3 separate regions of the Zea mays genome follow, and all the other regions are linked to region 1. A link is a contact called in public Hi-C data. All regions are on one chromosome and are shown on one strand. Each heading gives the region's core, a stretch centred on a gene start, on an enhancer-like site or on the middle of the called end of the contact. The rest is flanking DNA. Distances are from core to core; before and after follow the strand shown. Region 1 holds the start of LOC100273699. Region 2 holds the start of LOC100277770. Region 3 holds the start of LOC100272353.

Evidence for each region. A called contact is a pair of places that touch in the nucleus more often than the background predicts.
Region 2: a Hi-C map of leaf shows a contact between it and region 1, with 4 times the contacts expected there. The contact joins the promoter of LOC100277770 here to the promoter of LOC100273699 in region 1. A contact is called at or near these places in 2 of 25 Hi-C or Micro-C datasets (bundle sheath and leaf).
Region 3: a contact with region 1 is called in a Hi-C map of root tip, with 3 times the contacts expected there. The contact joins the promoter of LOC100272353 here to the promoter of LOC100273699 in region 1. A contact is called at or near these places in 5 of 25 Hi-C or Micro-C datasets (bundle sheath, ear, leaf and 1 more).

The regions. Positions count from the first base shown.
Region 1 is chr1:43,347,123-43,351,582 of Zm-B73-REFERENCE-NAM-5.0, reverse strand. LOC100273699 reads right to left here and starts at 2,568. Exons shown (of 2, transcript NM_001148111.1): 1 at 1,136-2,568; 2 at 501-916. The coding sequence starts at 2,463. The coding sequence ends at 1,153. It overlaps LOC100278941, which reads right to left. Exons shown (of 9, transcript NM_001367126.1): 8 at 4,446-4,460; 9 at 3,854-4,274. The coding sequence ends at 4,215.
Region 2 is chr1:43,512,794-43,517,401 of Zm-B73-REFERENCE-NAM-5.0, reverse strand. LOC100277770 reads right to left here and starts at 1,971. Exons shown (of 1, transcript NM_001364102.1): 1 at 1,433-1,971. The coding sequence starts at 1,879. The coding sequence ends at 1,706.
Region 3 is chr1:43,532,310-43,537,039 of Zm-B73-REFERENCE-NAM-5.0, reverse strand. It overlaps LOC100272353, which reads left to right and starts at 2,159. Exons shown (of 5, transcript NM_001146836.2): 1 at 2,159-2,595; 2 at 2,943-3,072; 3 at 3,165-3,635; 4 at 3,718-3,901; 5 at 4,592-4,730. The coding sequence starts at 2,423.

The DNA.
Region 1 (4,460 bases), core at 1,319-3,818:
CCGTAATCCATAATACCATGTATTCTGCAGGTTGAAGCTCGAATTGTTCTATCTGTTCTTCGGAAGATCAAAGAGCAATACCTCCTAGGTCATGTTGAGCTGCCACTTCGTATTATCATCACGGATCATGAGAAGACATCAAGAGCTGAAGCTGAAACTACTGCAGTTGACATCGTGCAGGCAATAATTACTGAAACTAGTGCAGTTGATGTCGTGCAGGCAAGAGCTGAAGTTGAAATTAGTTTTGATTGAACCTGGAAGCCGCCCTCCTGTTTCATCAAAATCCAAAGCACCAACAAAATCTAGAGGTAATTTAGAGCAAATATCCAAAGAATTCACTAGGAGACCACAGGGAATGATAAAAATCCCTATTAACTCACTGAACCATTGGTTGAAGAAGAAAGCCGCAAGGATTGCAGTGTGACATTTTCTTACAATAGCCTTTTGGTCCATTTACTATACAATAAATTGGTACAGTTATTCTAGGATTGGGTGTACATATGAAAACAGGGTAATTGAATTTAATTGTCATGTTTCTAAAGACATCATGCATGGATTTTCATACTGCTATATATCAATTTCCAGTACATTTTCATTCAATCCGGGTTATCCCATTTCCATGTCAAACACGGAACTAATAAGCCCTACAGAAATATAGGACACAGAACAACCAAAGTTCGACCAGATAAGAGGCCGAACCAATTTAAATCACCTGTGTTATGTATCAAATTCCAGCACATATCTGGCAGCAATGTTTTCCACAGAACAGTTCTCCAGCAGAAATAAATAATACAACAGCTGGTGTTCAAAAATACATGTGATTAACTAGATAGCGAAGTCTTCATTCATGCCAATTTGGTCCTTGAAAATACTGAGCGGAGGAGGGCATTATCTTGGCTAGGGAAATTACTGATATCTGCATGTACAAACACAATATCAGGTATAATGACAGTCTTGGTTAACTGATACATTTGACTGAACAATCTGGATCTCTGTGTTGCTAATTCACTCATGAGGAAAGGTGCCTAAGTGTTGTGTTGTGCTGTGTACTTGGTGAAATGCACTAATAACCATATCAAGCCGAGCGTGGGCAGCAATGAACAAAGTGACGCGAACAAGACCAAAGATCTCGTACCTAGCATTGGAGAGTTCTCAAATCCAATCCTGCTCCTGCAACTTAAGAGGCAGGTAGACCTCAGTGAGGTACTGGAACCCGAAGGAACTGAGGGCCTGTATCTCAGCCTTTTGCTTGGTGCGAAGCATCGTCTCCAGCTCCTTCACCCAGCCCTCATTCTGCTTCACGAAGTCCTCCTCGAGCAGCTCTTTCCCCACCTTGATATCGTGATCGGTCATGGGGAGACGGCACTGCTCCGGCACTCTGTACTTGTCCAGGTCGCTCGGCCGGACACCGAGCCACTTGATGTCCGGCGTCGTCAGATTGGCACTGTCATACGACATGTTCTTGGAACCACACATGTACACCGACAAGATCTTGAGCCCGTATGGATCGGAATCCACCAGCGCGAGCACTGGCAGCTTCAGCTCAACCTTGAGCCTCCGCAGGAACAGCCGGGTGGCGACATCTGGCTGCCCCTTGGCCGTCAGAATGATGCAGGGGAAGCGGTTGTAGAACCTGTCCTCGGCGAGTCGCATGAATGCAGCGTCCTTCTCCACCAGGAGGATGAAGAGCGCGTCGCTCTCGATGCCCGAGACCCTGTCGACGTTGGGCGGAATGGCCTTGCCGCCGACGCCCATGCGCGTGCAGTCGATCCGGTCCCCGTCGTCGGCGAAGACGAGGCGGCCGACGACGACGCCCTTCTCGGAGGCGACGACGTGGAGCGAGGACCTGGTGCATCCGAGCATGCAGGAGACGTCGTCGAGGACGGCGTCAGACTGGGTCTGGTCGCCGAAGAGCTTGACGTCGGTGTAGAAGAGGTCACGCTTGGTGACGTGGATGCCCCTGCCGAGGACGGCGTGGACGAGGGAGAGGACTCGCGCCGTGATGGTGGCCTTGCGCGCGGTGGCGACGTTGGCGAAGGGGCGCGCGGACTCGCGGCGGACGAGCACGATGCGGTCGAGGTCCGGGAGGTAGACCTGGTTGGAGGCGGCGCGCGAGGGCACCGCGAAGGAGAAGCCCCGGCCGGAGAGGATGCTGCGCGCGGCGGCAAGGACGAGGCGGTTGATGCGGGAGGTGACGGAGGTGGAGTCCTGGTCGGCCACCACGATGTACGAGGAGGCGGGGTCCGCGCACGGGTCGTGGTCCGCGAGGGACCTGGCGGCGGCCTTGGATTTGGAAGCGGAGGCAGAAGCGAGGGAGCGGAGGGTGGCCAGGATGGAGGCGTCGGGGCGGAGCTTCGAGCGGAGGGACTCGGCGTACGACGCGGCCGAGGAAGCACGCGGCTTCTTGGAGCTGGATGCGGCGCCGGCCGCGCTCGCACCGGCGCGGCGCTTTTTCTCCGACATGGGGAGGAGCGAGAGATCGGAAGGCGGCGGAGGGAAATACGGGGTTCTGGGGCGCAGATGACGGCGTCGGCGGCGGGGCTTAGCTCGAGCGCGGCTGCGATTTGGTCTGGTGGTGACTGGTGAGGAGTGTGGAGGACCGACTGACCGAGTACCGGAGGAGGGCTGTGCCGCGCGCGGCGTCTCGGCTGGGCTAAGCTAATGGGCCGAATAGCTTATGGGCTCAAGGCCGCAATGACACAAAACTATAGATGAGCAAACTAGTCATGCTCGGCACGATACGACCTGGGCTCATGCCAAGGCACGACATGACCAGGCCCACGGGTCTATCGGGCCAAGCATGCACAATCATGCGTGGGCACATCCCTTTGAACCATTTTTTCGGGTCAAGCCAGCCCGAAAAGCCCTAGCCAAATAGAGTGTCGAGCTAGCACGAAAACACAATTTGAACAAAAACATGCACAATTTCAACATCCAACACAATTTGAACAAAATATACACAAAATTTGAGTTGTTAATGCAATGTTGTCTCGTTAAAAACCTTTATAGGTAAAACTCATACCTCGTGAGAAACCCTAGAAAGGAAAAAAGTACGACCAACTCAGTTTATAATTCAAATGTTCAAATTTATTACAAGCCAAAGGGTGATATCAAATTAGATCAGAATTCACGACGTAGCCCCCCTTCTCGGCTCCGTACCTCAACGGCCTTGGCGGCACTAGCACGACCACGACGTAGTCGGCCGATGACCTACCAAAGCCCACAAGCAAGCAGCGAAGAGGAGATTAGGGTTAGGGATTGCCGATTGGAGAGGGAGAGCCGAAGAGGGACGTACCTGCCTAGCCGGAGCTCAAAGCCGGAGACAAGGATCTAGTGCACAACGACGCTTGACGAGCCGATAACCGACGACGACGAGATTTGGGTTAGGGATTTCTGGATTAGGGAGGGACCGAGGGAGAGCCAGAGAGGGGCAAGCCGCACAAAAGGAGTGTAGGAGACCCGCCGATGTCGCCGGTGATGAAATTTCGATGGTGGCGACAACAACAGCGAGGCAAAGACGGCGCGACGGGCAGACCACGAACAAACGAATCGAGTGGGGAGAGGAGCAGGAGAAGCCGTGTGGGAGTGGGACACTGGGATGAGACGAGGGGAAGGGGGATGTCGTGTGTGCCTTATGCCCTGCACCCCGACACCGAGGCGGCCCCGTGCCTGCTGTTTTCTGGCGGGCCGGGTCGCGCAGCAAGCACTATGGATAGCCCAAGCATGGCCTCGTTTATTGTGGCGGTCCGGCCCAGGCACGAACCCAGTCGGGCAAAAAAAAGAGCCTCGGGCTACATGCTCATGTATACACACACAGAACATCAACGAGTCTCGCAGAACATCAACAACAACGAGTCTCGTACGTCCTATATATTATTCCTAGCAGATACTCAGAACTTCATCGATTTCTATACAGAACCATACATATGTTATGTACACGCACGAGCTTGTTTGGGAGCAAGAAAAATAAAAGGAATTTGAGGGGCTAAAATCCTCTTGTTACTCAGAATTAAATAGCAAGGGGATTCTAGCCCTTACAATCCTTTCCCCCTTGCTACCAAAACATAAACGTAAGGTTCCCCGTGCGTCGTATGTTACGAAAAAAGAGAGCCCATGCATCCTGAACAGGATCGCTGAAGATTGAGGGCTGATTACAACCTGACTTTTACAACGAGATATAGAGTGACTGTGTGGTCGTGGGGCACACTGATTTTCTAGGAACAGCAAGCTCTCAACACATCCTGCATGTCAGGATCATCTCCGGCTTCTTTGTCCTGTTAAAAGAGATACCAGAAAAGAGAAGTTGCATTCAGTGTGACAGTGTCATAGTATGATAGTATTCTTTTTTCATGGGGAGAACAGAAGGGGTTTGCCCCTATTGATTATATATACGTACTTTATAATCAGAACAAGCGGTACAAAGTTTTCGTAAAAGGGGCACTGACCTTGTGGATGTACAG
Region 2 (4,608 bases), core at 722-3,221, 170 kb before region 1:
GCATGCAATCTACCTGAACAGCGAACGCGCCAGACGGGAGATGGACAAGGGACGATCTGACGCAAGCAATGACGAAAGCTAGTGATGATTGGTGAGTGACGTCAAGCAAGAGCAGACCGGTGGATAGTGGTTGGCTGCCTGTTAGTCAAGCCAAAGTCCACGGAAAGTGAAGTGGGCGTTCCGGTTACCCGAAATTTTCGGGTCGGGTAATTCGGGTTTTTAAAATTTCGGGTTTTGAGAATCGATACCCGAAATTATAATGGGTTTTTCACTACCCGAAAATTTGGGTACCCGGAATTTCGGGTTCGGGTTCGGGTATTCCCGAACTACCCGAACTATTGTGTTGGCTTCATAAAAACACATGCACCTTATTAAATTAGTATAAAAATATAGTTTGAATAATGATATACATGGACATATAAAACACAAGCAATCTACAATCACAAGTTATACACACTTACACATAATTATAGATGTACAAATTAATAATTAAGCATGACATTAGTACATGACACATGAAAGTTCGGGTAATTCGGGTATTTCGGGTACCCGATTGTGATACCCGAATTACCCGAAATAATTTCGGGTTTTGCAAGTTGCTACCCGAAATTCCCGAACAAAATTCGGGTTTCGGGTATTTCGGGTTCGGGTATTCCGGATTCGGGTTTCGGGTTACGGGTTTTTTGCCCAGCCCTGTCCGGAAGGCAGGAACGAGCAGGCGTGCCGCTGTGTGCGTGTGAGAGTGTATGTATCTAGAAGATTGCCTTGACGCCCAATCCAGGACCAGGAGCGCGCGTACTCATCTAGAAGTACAGTGCCTGCTAGGAGCCGATGGACCGAGCCGCGGCGCCATCTCGAACAAACGGCCAAGAATGATGCACACCGGAAGATTGTTTGTTATCTTCTCCTAAATAGATACTGCACGATTCGGTTCTTGGCTCAATGTGAAGACCGAAGAATTTCCCGCAACGAGCCAGGACAGGTGTAGGCCCTTTCGTGCGTACGTAATTCGTCTGTTTAAGAGTTGTTTGAATATACTATAGTTAATAGTTAGCTGATTAAAAATTACTGATTAAATTAGCTAGCTAACTAGTAGTTAATTTACTAAAAAGTAGCTAATAGTTGAATCATTATCTAGACTGTTTGAATGTCTAGGTTAATTTTAGCGGTTAACTATATTAGTTCTTATACATCCAAACACCCACTAAACATGACTATTTCCGGAATAGGTTTCGCAATAACAACAAAAAGAGGTATATATATTCCCGGAACGAATTACGGATGCATGCAATCACGATCCGAGGTGGTGAAAGTCTCAAGGATACAATTAACACGCACGAATTAATCCGTTCGTGGGGAGACAAAAAAAAAATATAATAATTACCACGTGAATAGTAACGACAACGAGGAGAGATTCAGCAAAGAGGAGAGAGACGCAAATAGGTGCGGGCGTGCGGCCCCATCGATTTGATCATCCACAATTATTGAGCACAAGTGTTACACAGCACAGTCTTAAATTGCACACCACCCATCCCGCCATCCGAACGCTGACCGCCCCCTACACTAACGTACGATACGCAGCCGGCAGCTAGCCTTGCCAGATAACCAGATTCGAGAAAGCAACAACTACACAAACCATCACGGATTCACGGGGGCTCACCGCTCGCCCCTGCCGTCGTAACTGGGTACGCACGCGCCATGTGCGTCAGTCGGCGCCAGCGGGGGTGGAGCCGGAGCCGCTGTTACCACCACCGTCACTGGCACCGCCGCCGCCGTCGTTGCCGCCGCCGGTGAGGTCCTTTATGATCCGCTTCATGATGTCGCCCCTCTTGGGGTCTGTTTTCCCGTGGGGCTTCTTCCTCTCATCCTGCTTGTCCATGCCGACGACCCACGCAAGCGCAGGAGCGGCGTTGCGCGCGCCTTGAGGCTGGCTGAGAGTGGTCTTTGCGTCGGGTGATGGCGCGAGTGGGATGCCTGCGTAGGTCGGGCGGGGGGCTTCTTTATACTAGTGCTACTACTACTAGTGCCAAATCACAGACGCGCTCAACACAGCCTACTGGTACTGACATTAGTTTTGTGCCTATTGGCAGTAGTAGTAGAAATATTTGGAGAGCCTGGGCACGCACGACTAGTCGTCACACAACAGGGTTAGGGGACAATTAGGGCATGTACAGTGGAGAGACACCAAAACAGTTCTCCAAGCACAGGAGACAACTAAGAGACTCTATTGTACAATGGTGTGTCTATAAACGTAGTCTATTAATAAATACAGAATTAAATGTATTTGTATAGCATCAGATCGATAGAACAGACGACAAATTCGTACAATGGGAAATGAAGCGTCTGTTGCTACTTGGTTTACGAGCCAGAGGCGTCTCTTCACGGAGAGACGGCTCTAAGATTTTTTTGCAAATAACCCCCTTAAACACCTTACGAGCCTCCACATTAAACACCACTGTACATGCCCTTACCAGTTGGTTTTAGGCTTTGTCGGCTCCTTCGCTCAGCCGTGTGAGCATAGCAATAACAATTGACCAAATCGATCTGTAGCCCAACCCTTCAATGCATGCTTGCGATGCCAAAGAGCCCAAAGGAAAGACGTCTAACACACATGATATTTAGGGTCTGTTTAGATGGAGGTAAAGCAAAAATGACTAAGGTCTTGTTTGTTGCTGTTTGATTACAAAGTAACTAGAACGGAATTGCTCCAATTAAGGAATATTCTCCTCAGATCCGGAACCATTCCGCTCCAAAAAATCAACCGGACAAAGCCGCTCCGTTCCCATCCCGCTCTCACAGTCACGCCCCGTTCCGTTCACTCTGCAACCAAACAAAAAACAGAGCCGCTCCATTCCAGATTACCAAACACAGAACAGAGCGGCTCCGTTCCTATAATCAGGGATGGAACGACTCCGTTCTACTTGGCTCCTCAACCTAATTTTGAAGAACTGGAATCTTACTAATAGAATAGACTATTTTTTTAGAACGTGACATTCCATCACTTTCCAAAGTTATGATATAAGTCTATCTCAAATTCATGGGGTGGGAAATAGAAATTGATTATATAGATTTACATGCTATTTTTCCGATGTACAACTTATAGCACACTCTTCTACTTACTTCGCTATAATATAAATGTAGTATATAACTATCTGTCTCATATGATTTAGGATAATATACAAACATTATTATATATATATATGAACTTAATTAGTTTTGTCTAAATTATTATTATTAAAATGAAATTTAATTCCAACGAAACAAACAGGCCTTAAGGGTTTTTTTCTTTTCTTAGGACTAGTTTGGGAACTCCATTTTTCTAAAGGATTTTTATTTTCCTAATGGAAATTAACTATTTTTTCCTTGAGAAAATATAAATCCCTTGGAAAAATTGTGCTCCCAAACTAGCCCTTAATGCTAAAGTTTAAGGGTCCATTTGTTTCCCACTGCTAAACTTTAGCATTTCACTTTTTGCTAAAATTTAACTACTAAAGAAACAAAGATGGTGACTACAAGTGGTGTGCTAAAGTTTAGCACCTGTAAAGCACTTTAGCTCTAACAAATATGCTTAACTATGCTAAAAGTGGTGCCCAACTCCATCTTGTATTGAATACCACTTTTTCTCTCTCTCTCTCGCCATTGGTCGCGTGCTCCACGTGGAACACAAGTGCTAAAGTTTAGCACTTTATTCAAATAGCCCTTAAGTGCTAAAGTTGAGCAAGATTTTAGCACTAGAGAAACAAACATGCCCTAACACATGCCAAAATTTAGCATGTGCTAAAGTTTAGCACTTGAGGTCCAGTAGAAGCACACGACCAATGGTTGGGGAGAGAAAAGGGTATTCAATGTAAAATAGGGTTGGGACCACATTTAGCATAGTTTTGCATCTTTAGTGGAGCTCAAGTGCTAATAGGTGCTAAACTTCACCACAACACTTTTAGCCACCCTGTTTGTTTCTTTAGTAGCTACACTTTAGCAAAAAAAAGTGTAGTGCTAAAGTTTAGTAAGACAAAACAAATGGACCCTAAAGTTTAGTCACTTGGAAGCTAAAGATCCAAACATATAAAACTAAAAGTGACTAAAATAGCAAAAAATATTAATTTAGGCACTGTTTGGATATATTGGGCTCAAGCGGAGTGACTAAAGTTCAGATGCTAAACTTTAGCCGCCCCTGTTTGGATCAACAAACTAAAACAGTTACTATAACAATTAATGTTGACAATAAAGATAAAAAATACCCTCATATATTACTTGGGGAAGAGAGAAACTGAAAGTCGCCTAGAGGGGGGGTGAATAGGCGGAAATTGAAATTTACAAACTTAAGCACACACTACAAGCCGGGGTTAGCGTTAGAATTAAATTCGAGTCCGAAAGTGAAAGGGAAATGTGCCCTTGGGCCATTTCTAAGTGTTTGGTGATTTAGTGTCCAACACAAGTGCTTAAGTGTTAATATATGCAAGGTGGTGGACAAAGTGCAAATCAAGTCAAAAGGTATGTTTCTAAGACTTAGTACATTGTTTTAAAGACTAATGTATTGTGTCTAAGTGCTAGAAACAGGAGAAAACAAATTGGAGAGAGATGGCTTTGTTTCAGCCAAAGCCAGCGCTG
Region 3 (4,730 bases), core at 910-3,409, 190 kb before region 1:
TTTATTTATTATAATTCAATTAATTTTGATATTGGAGATTAGGATACCGAATATACCCAAATGTAATCTAGATATGTGCTCAACCTGGATACATTCTAATATCGAAACCTGAGGAGCAACATACAGATGTTCAGACCATAGAGCGTGGCGTACCATATATATCCTTGTATGTGATGGATTGATAAACAAAAAGGTAAAAAAAAAAAGATTACATGCTCAAGTTACACTGAACATCATGGCCTCTTTGTTTTTCCTTCCCTTATGGTTCTGATAAAAGATTTAGCTTAATGATCTCTACCTCACATTTATGGCTTCCCTTAGACATTGTACACCTTTAGATCATACAAGATGATTCGGAATCGAACCCCGTTTTACGTCGCTCTACTCCATTTTATAGACCAATGGATGAGATAGAGTTACAAGTCGGTAGGACTATCAATCTCGCTCTATAGCGATCCAACAATGCCAATCTTATTTTGGTTGTGGAGTCATACATAGTGTCATGTCTTTGTCAATGCCACAATGTTGATGATGTCTTGCTGCAATGGAAGTCGTACATGTCGTATAAACAAATATATCTCGTTGTTTGGACGAGTACTAGTCTATACCATCTGTTATGGTGTAGTTGATACATGGTGTAGCATTCTGTACTTTATATTACTTGTTAACCTGGCATGCTCAAACATGACTGCATGTTCAATGACGCTTATCGAACAATGACATTGAGCATGTTTGATGCTAGTGTCGTGGCTTTAGTATGCCTATAAGACTGCAACATCGGATATCACATTTAACATGGTGCATGATAGCCTTCTCCAAAGTGCCATTACTATGCTGCCATTAGGAGCCGATTCCGATCACAATGCCATACCTTTGAAGGTCATCTTGTCCTTATGATAGTGGCCAACAATATTCTTTAGTCTTGCTTGTGCTTCTTTAGGAGTTGTTTTATCCTCTCGAAAGACCATAGAGCCAGGGTGGGCTCGGGGGCCTGGCCATTGGGATTATTTGAGGCCAAGACCTTGGAGTTTTTGGGCCCATAGAGGATCCTAGACGATCGAGAGAACTAGGTTTAAAAGCACCCTGGTGTTAAGGAGGATTTGGAGCCCTAAGACGCCTAGGATTTAGGGCGTTCTTATGGATGGCAGTGGCAAGAACAAAGTTATTGCTTCAAGGGGTCGAGATCATGCTCCTTGACAAGGTGGGCCTAGGGGCTAGGATCATGGGTCTGATAGTAGTTAGACCTCTGATAATTTCTGATAGCAGCATGTAGAAGTATGGACTTCCATGGGTACTGACTGAGGTTCCTCTGGGTACGCCGGTGAACCTATATTTCGTGCAATATGCTTGATAAAATGGATTCATCCTGTGACTAGCACTTACGGCGCGTTTCGTCGATGAGGGGTGCTGACAGGTGACATGACAACCAAGTTCGTGGACTAAGCCACTAAGGTACAGCGCAAGGACATGATGAATAAGGTTAGAAAAAACAACACATCATAATAGAGCGGATTCATACCATGATTCCACTATTCTTGGGGCTCCATCTTCAGACCTCATCGGTGTGCTTAGCGCGGGGTCATGGGAACCTGATGGCTGATGGACTGCAGTCGAGCAGTCGGCGCGCAGGATTTCCTAGTCGTCATTCCATTTCCACACGTCGCCACTGAGGACGACGACGTGGGCGGTCAAAAACCACCGCGCCAGGCGCGGCCGGTCACGCACGCACGCAAATCGTATCGTCATCAGCCCTGGCCCAACGGTCACAAACGCCGCAGCAGACCGGCCACCTCTCCCCGTCCCCGTCGCCGTCCAATCCGGCGCCAGCGCCAGCGCCAGCAAAACAACGCGTCGTCGTCGTCGTCGTCGCCTACTCGCCTCGAAGGCTATCGGCCAATTGCCAACCCGCTCGCCGGTGCGCCGAGACCCTGACACGATGGCCCACTGTCGCAGCACAGCGTCCCTATCCTCCGTAGTCCGCACCCGCACCGCACCCATCACCCGAACCGCGTGCGACGCCGGTTATCCGATCGGGTGGGTGCGCGTCCTTGCTGGTCCGTTCAAACTCCCTGCCCCGCCGTTGGATCCGAGCAGGTCCTCCCATCAGCGCCGTCCGTAGCGGAGCAGTGCCAGTGGCCGTGCCGTGCGTCACGCACAAGGCACACGGCCCCCCGCCCGGTCGTGGGCAGAGCACCCGGCGGCAGCGATCGAGGCTTTGCTCCTGCTTCGGCTTCAGCCCCCCCAATTCTTTATAAAAATCCCTCGCCAGCGCTTCCCTCTTTTGACAAATCGGCCGCGGGGGAGAGAGATATATAGAGCCAATTTTTGCCCGATTTGCCTGTCTGCTCGGGACTGAGCCGGTATTCCTCTTCCTCGTCGACGAGAATAAATAAGCTAAGCCAGGGCCCCGGGGAAGAAGAAGATGAGCTCCGCCGGAGGCATGGACGGGTCTCCGCCGGTCGCCGAATTCCAGCCGACGGTGACGCACGGCGGCCGGTTCCTCCGGTACAATATCTTCGGCAACCTGTTCGAGATCACGCGCAAGTACCAGCCTCCCGTCATGCCCATCGGCCGCGGCGCCTACGGGATCGTCTGGTACGTTCTGCATGCTCAGGCTCGAGCCGTGGCTGATTCCTTGCGGACTGCAAAAGATGATTGCCAAGTGTCAGGATTAATTACTAGTTCATAGGGAATAGCAGGATGATGGTCATGGACTGATCTGTTCGGACGTCCATTTTTCCTGGACAGCGCGAATTGCAGCTGCACGCCTGCACCTAGTATTTAGCTAATGGTTCGGTTAATTTAAGCTAGTATCTAGTGCAGTGGTTGGCGAGCTCTAGAATCTCACCTTTTAGGAAAGCATTTTTAGGAAATTGTTACTGGTGGTTGATTATAATTCTGAAAATATCCATCATCATCATCTTCTGCGGGGACGCGCGCAGCTCGGTGATGAACTTCGAGACGAGGGAGATGGTGGCCATCAAGAAGATCGCCAACGCCTTCGACAACCACATGGACGCCAAGCGCACGCTCCGGGAGATCAAGCTGATGCGGCACCTCGACCACGAGAACGTAAGCACACATGGCCGGATTATATTACGCGTACGTACACATTTCCTGGCTTGAACAGTTGGATCCATCCGCTGACGCCGACCGACGAACAGATCATCGGCATCAGGGACGTGATCCCGCCGCCGATCCCGCGGGCTTTCAACGACGTGTACATCGGCATGGAGTTCATGGAGACGGACCTCCACCAGATCATCCGCTCCGGGCAGGAGCTGTCGGAGGAGCACTGCCAGTACTTCCTGTACCAGATCCTGCGCGGGCTCAAGTACATCCACTCCGCCGGCGTGATCCACCGCGACCTCAAGCCCAGCAACCTGCTGCTCAGCGCCAACTGCGACCTCAAGATCTGCGACTTCGGGCTGGCGCGCCCGTCCTCCGACAGCGACATGATGACGGAGTACGTGGTGACGCGGTGGTACCGCGCGCCCGAGCTGCTGCTCAACTCCACCGACTACTCGGCGGCCATCGACGTCTGGTCCGTCGGCTGCATCTTCATGGAGCTCATCGACCGCCGCCCGCTCTTCCCCGGCCGCGACCACATGCACCAGATGCGCCTCATAACCGAGGTACGCGGGTCCTTTCCTTCCTTCCTTCCCTAGCTAGTAGCAAAGTGCCCTGACGCCTGGTGGTTGTCGCCGGCGCTGGCAGGTGATTGGAACGCCGACGGACGACGAGCTCGGCTTCACCCGGAACGAGGACGCGCGGAAGTACATGCGCCACCTCCCGCAATTCCCGCGCCGGCCGTTCGCGAGCCTGTTCCCCCGGGTGCAGCCCCTCGCGCTGGACCTCATCGAGCGCATGCTCACCTTCAACCCGCTGCAGAGGATCACAGGTCAGTCAGTCGGCGGCTCGCAGCGAGCCTACTGCACCTAGCTTGTTTTTTTTCGCACGTGTTCTTTTCTGTTCTCGTGCCGTGTTGACAGTTGACTATTACGATTTAGTAGGAGCAATACGCAGATGCTCCCACTTCTTCGTACATTTTATTAAAAGAAAAACTACACTCTTTGTAATGCTGTCCGCACTGGCCACTCTATATGTTACGCTACATAGCAATAGGGTTCAAAAACAGCTGCAGCGGCGTACTGATGGAGTGATGGTTGAAGCGCTGCTGCTGTTTTGACCCATCCTCGGCTTCGTAGCCTCCTCTACATCGCCTTTGCCGAAGTGACGATGACGGCTATGTGCGTACAAAATAAACATGTCTCAAGATGGAAAAAAAACAGCAAAGGCTATAGATAATCTTGAAGATTAGATTCCTCTACTGGCAGGCAGGCAGCTGTCCAGACCAGCGGAGTTTACTTCAGAGAATCAACCAATCAACCCCCTATTGGTTTCAGATTAGCAGACTTTATTTTTTTTTTTTGGGTTTTTATGGTTCTAGATTACAAGGCTAGCATATATATGATGTGTAGTATGGGCTGCCTGTATAGATATACAGTGACTGTAAGAGTTCACGAATGGCACCATGGCAGGTTTTGTCCTCGCACTTCTCACAGTCACCGGGATCTGTTCTGCCATGCAGTTGCGGAGGCGCTGGCGCACCCGTATCTGGAGCGGCTACACGACGTCGACGACGAGCCCGTCTGCACGGAGCCGTTCTCGTTCGACTTCGAGCGGCAGGCTCTGACAGAAGACCAGATGAAGCAGCTGATATTCAACGA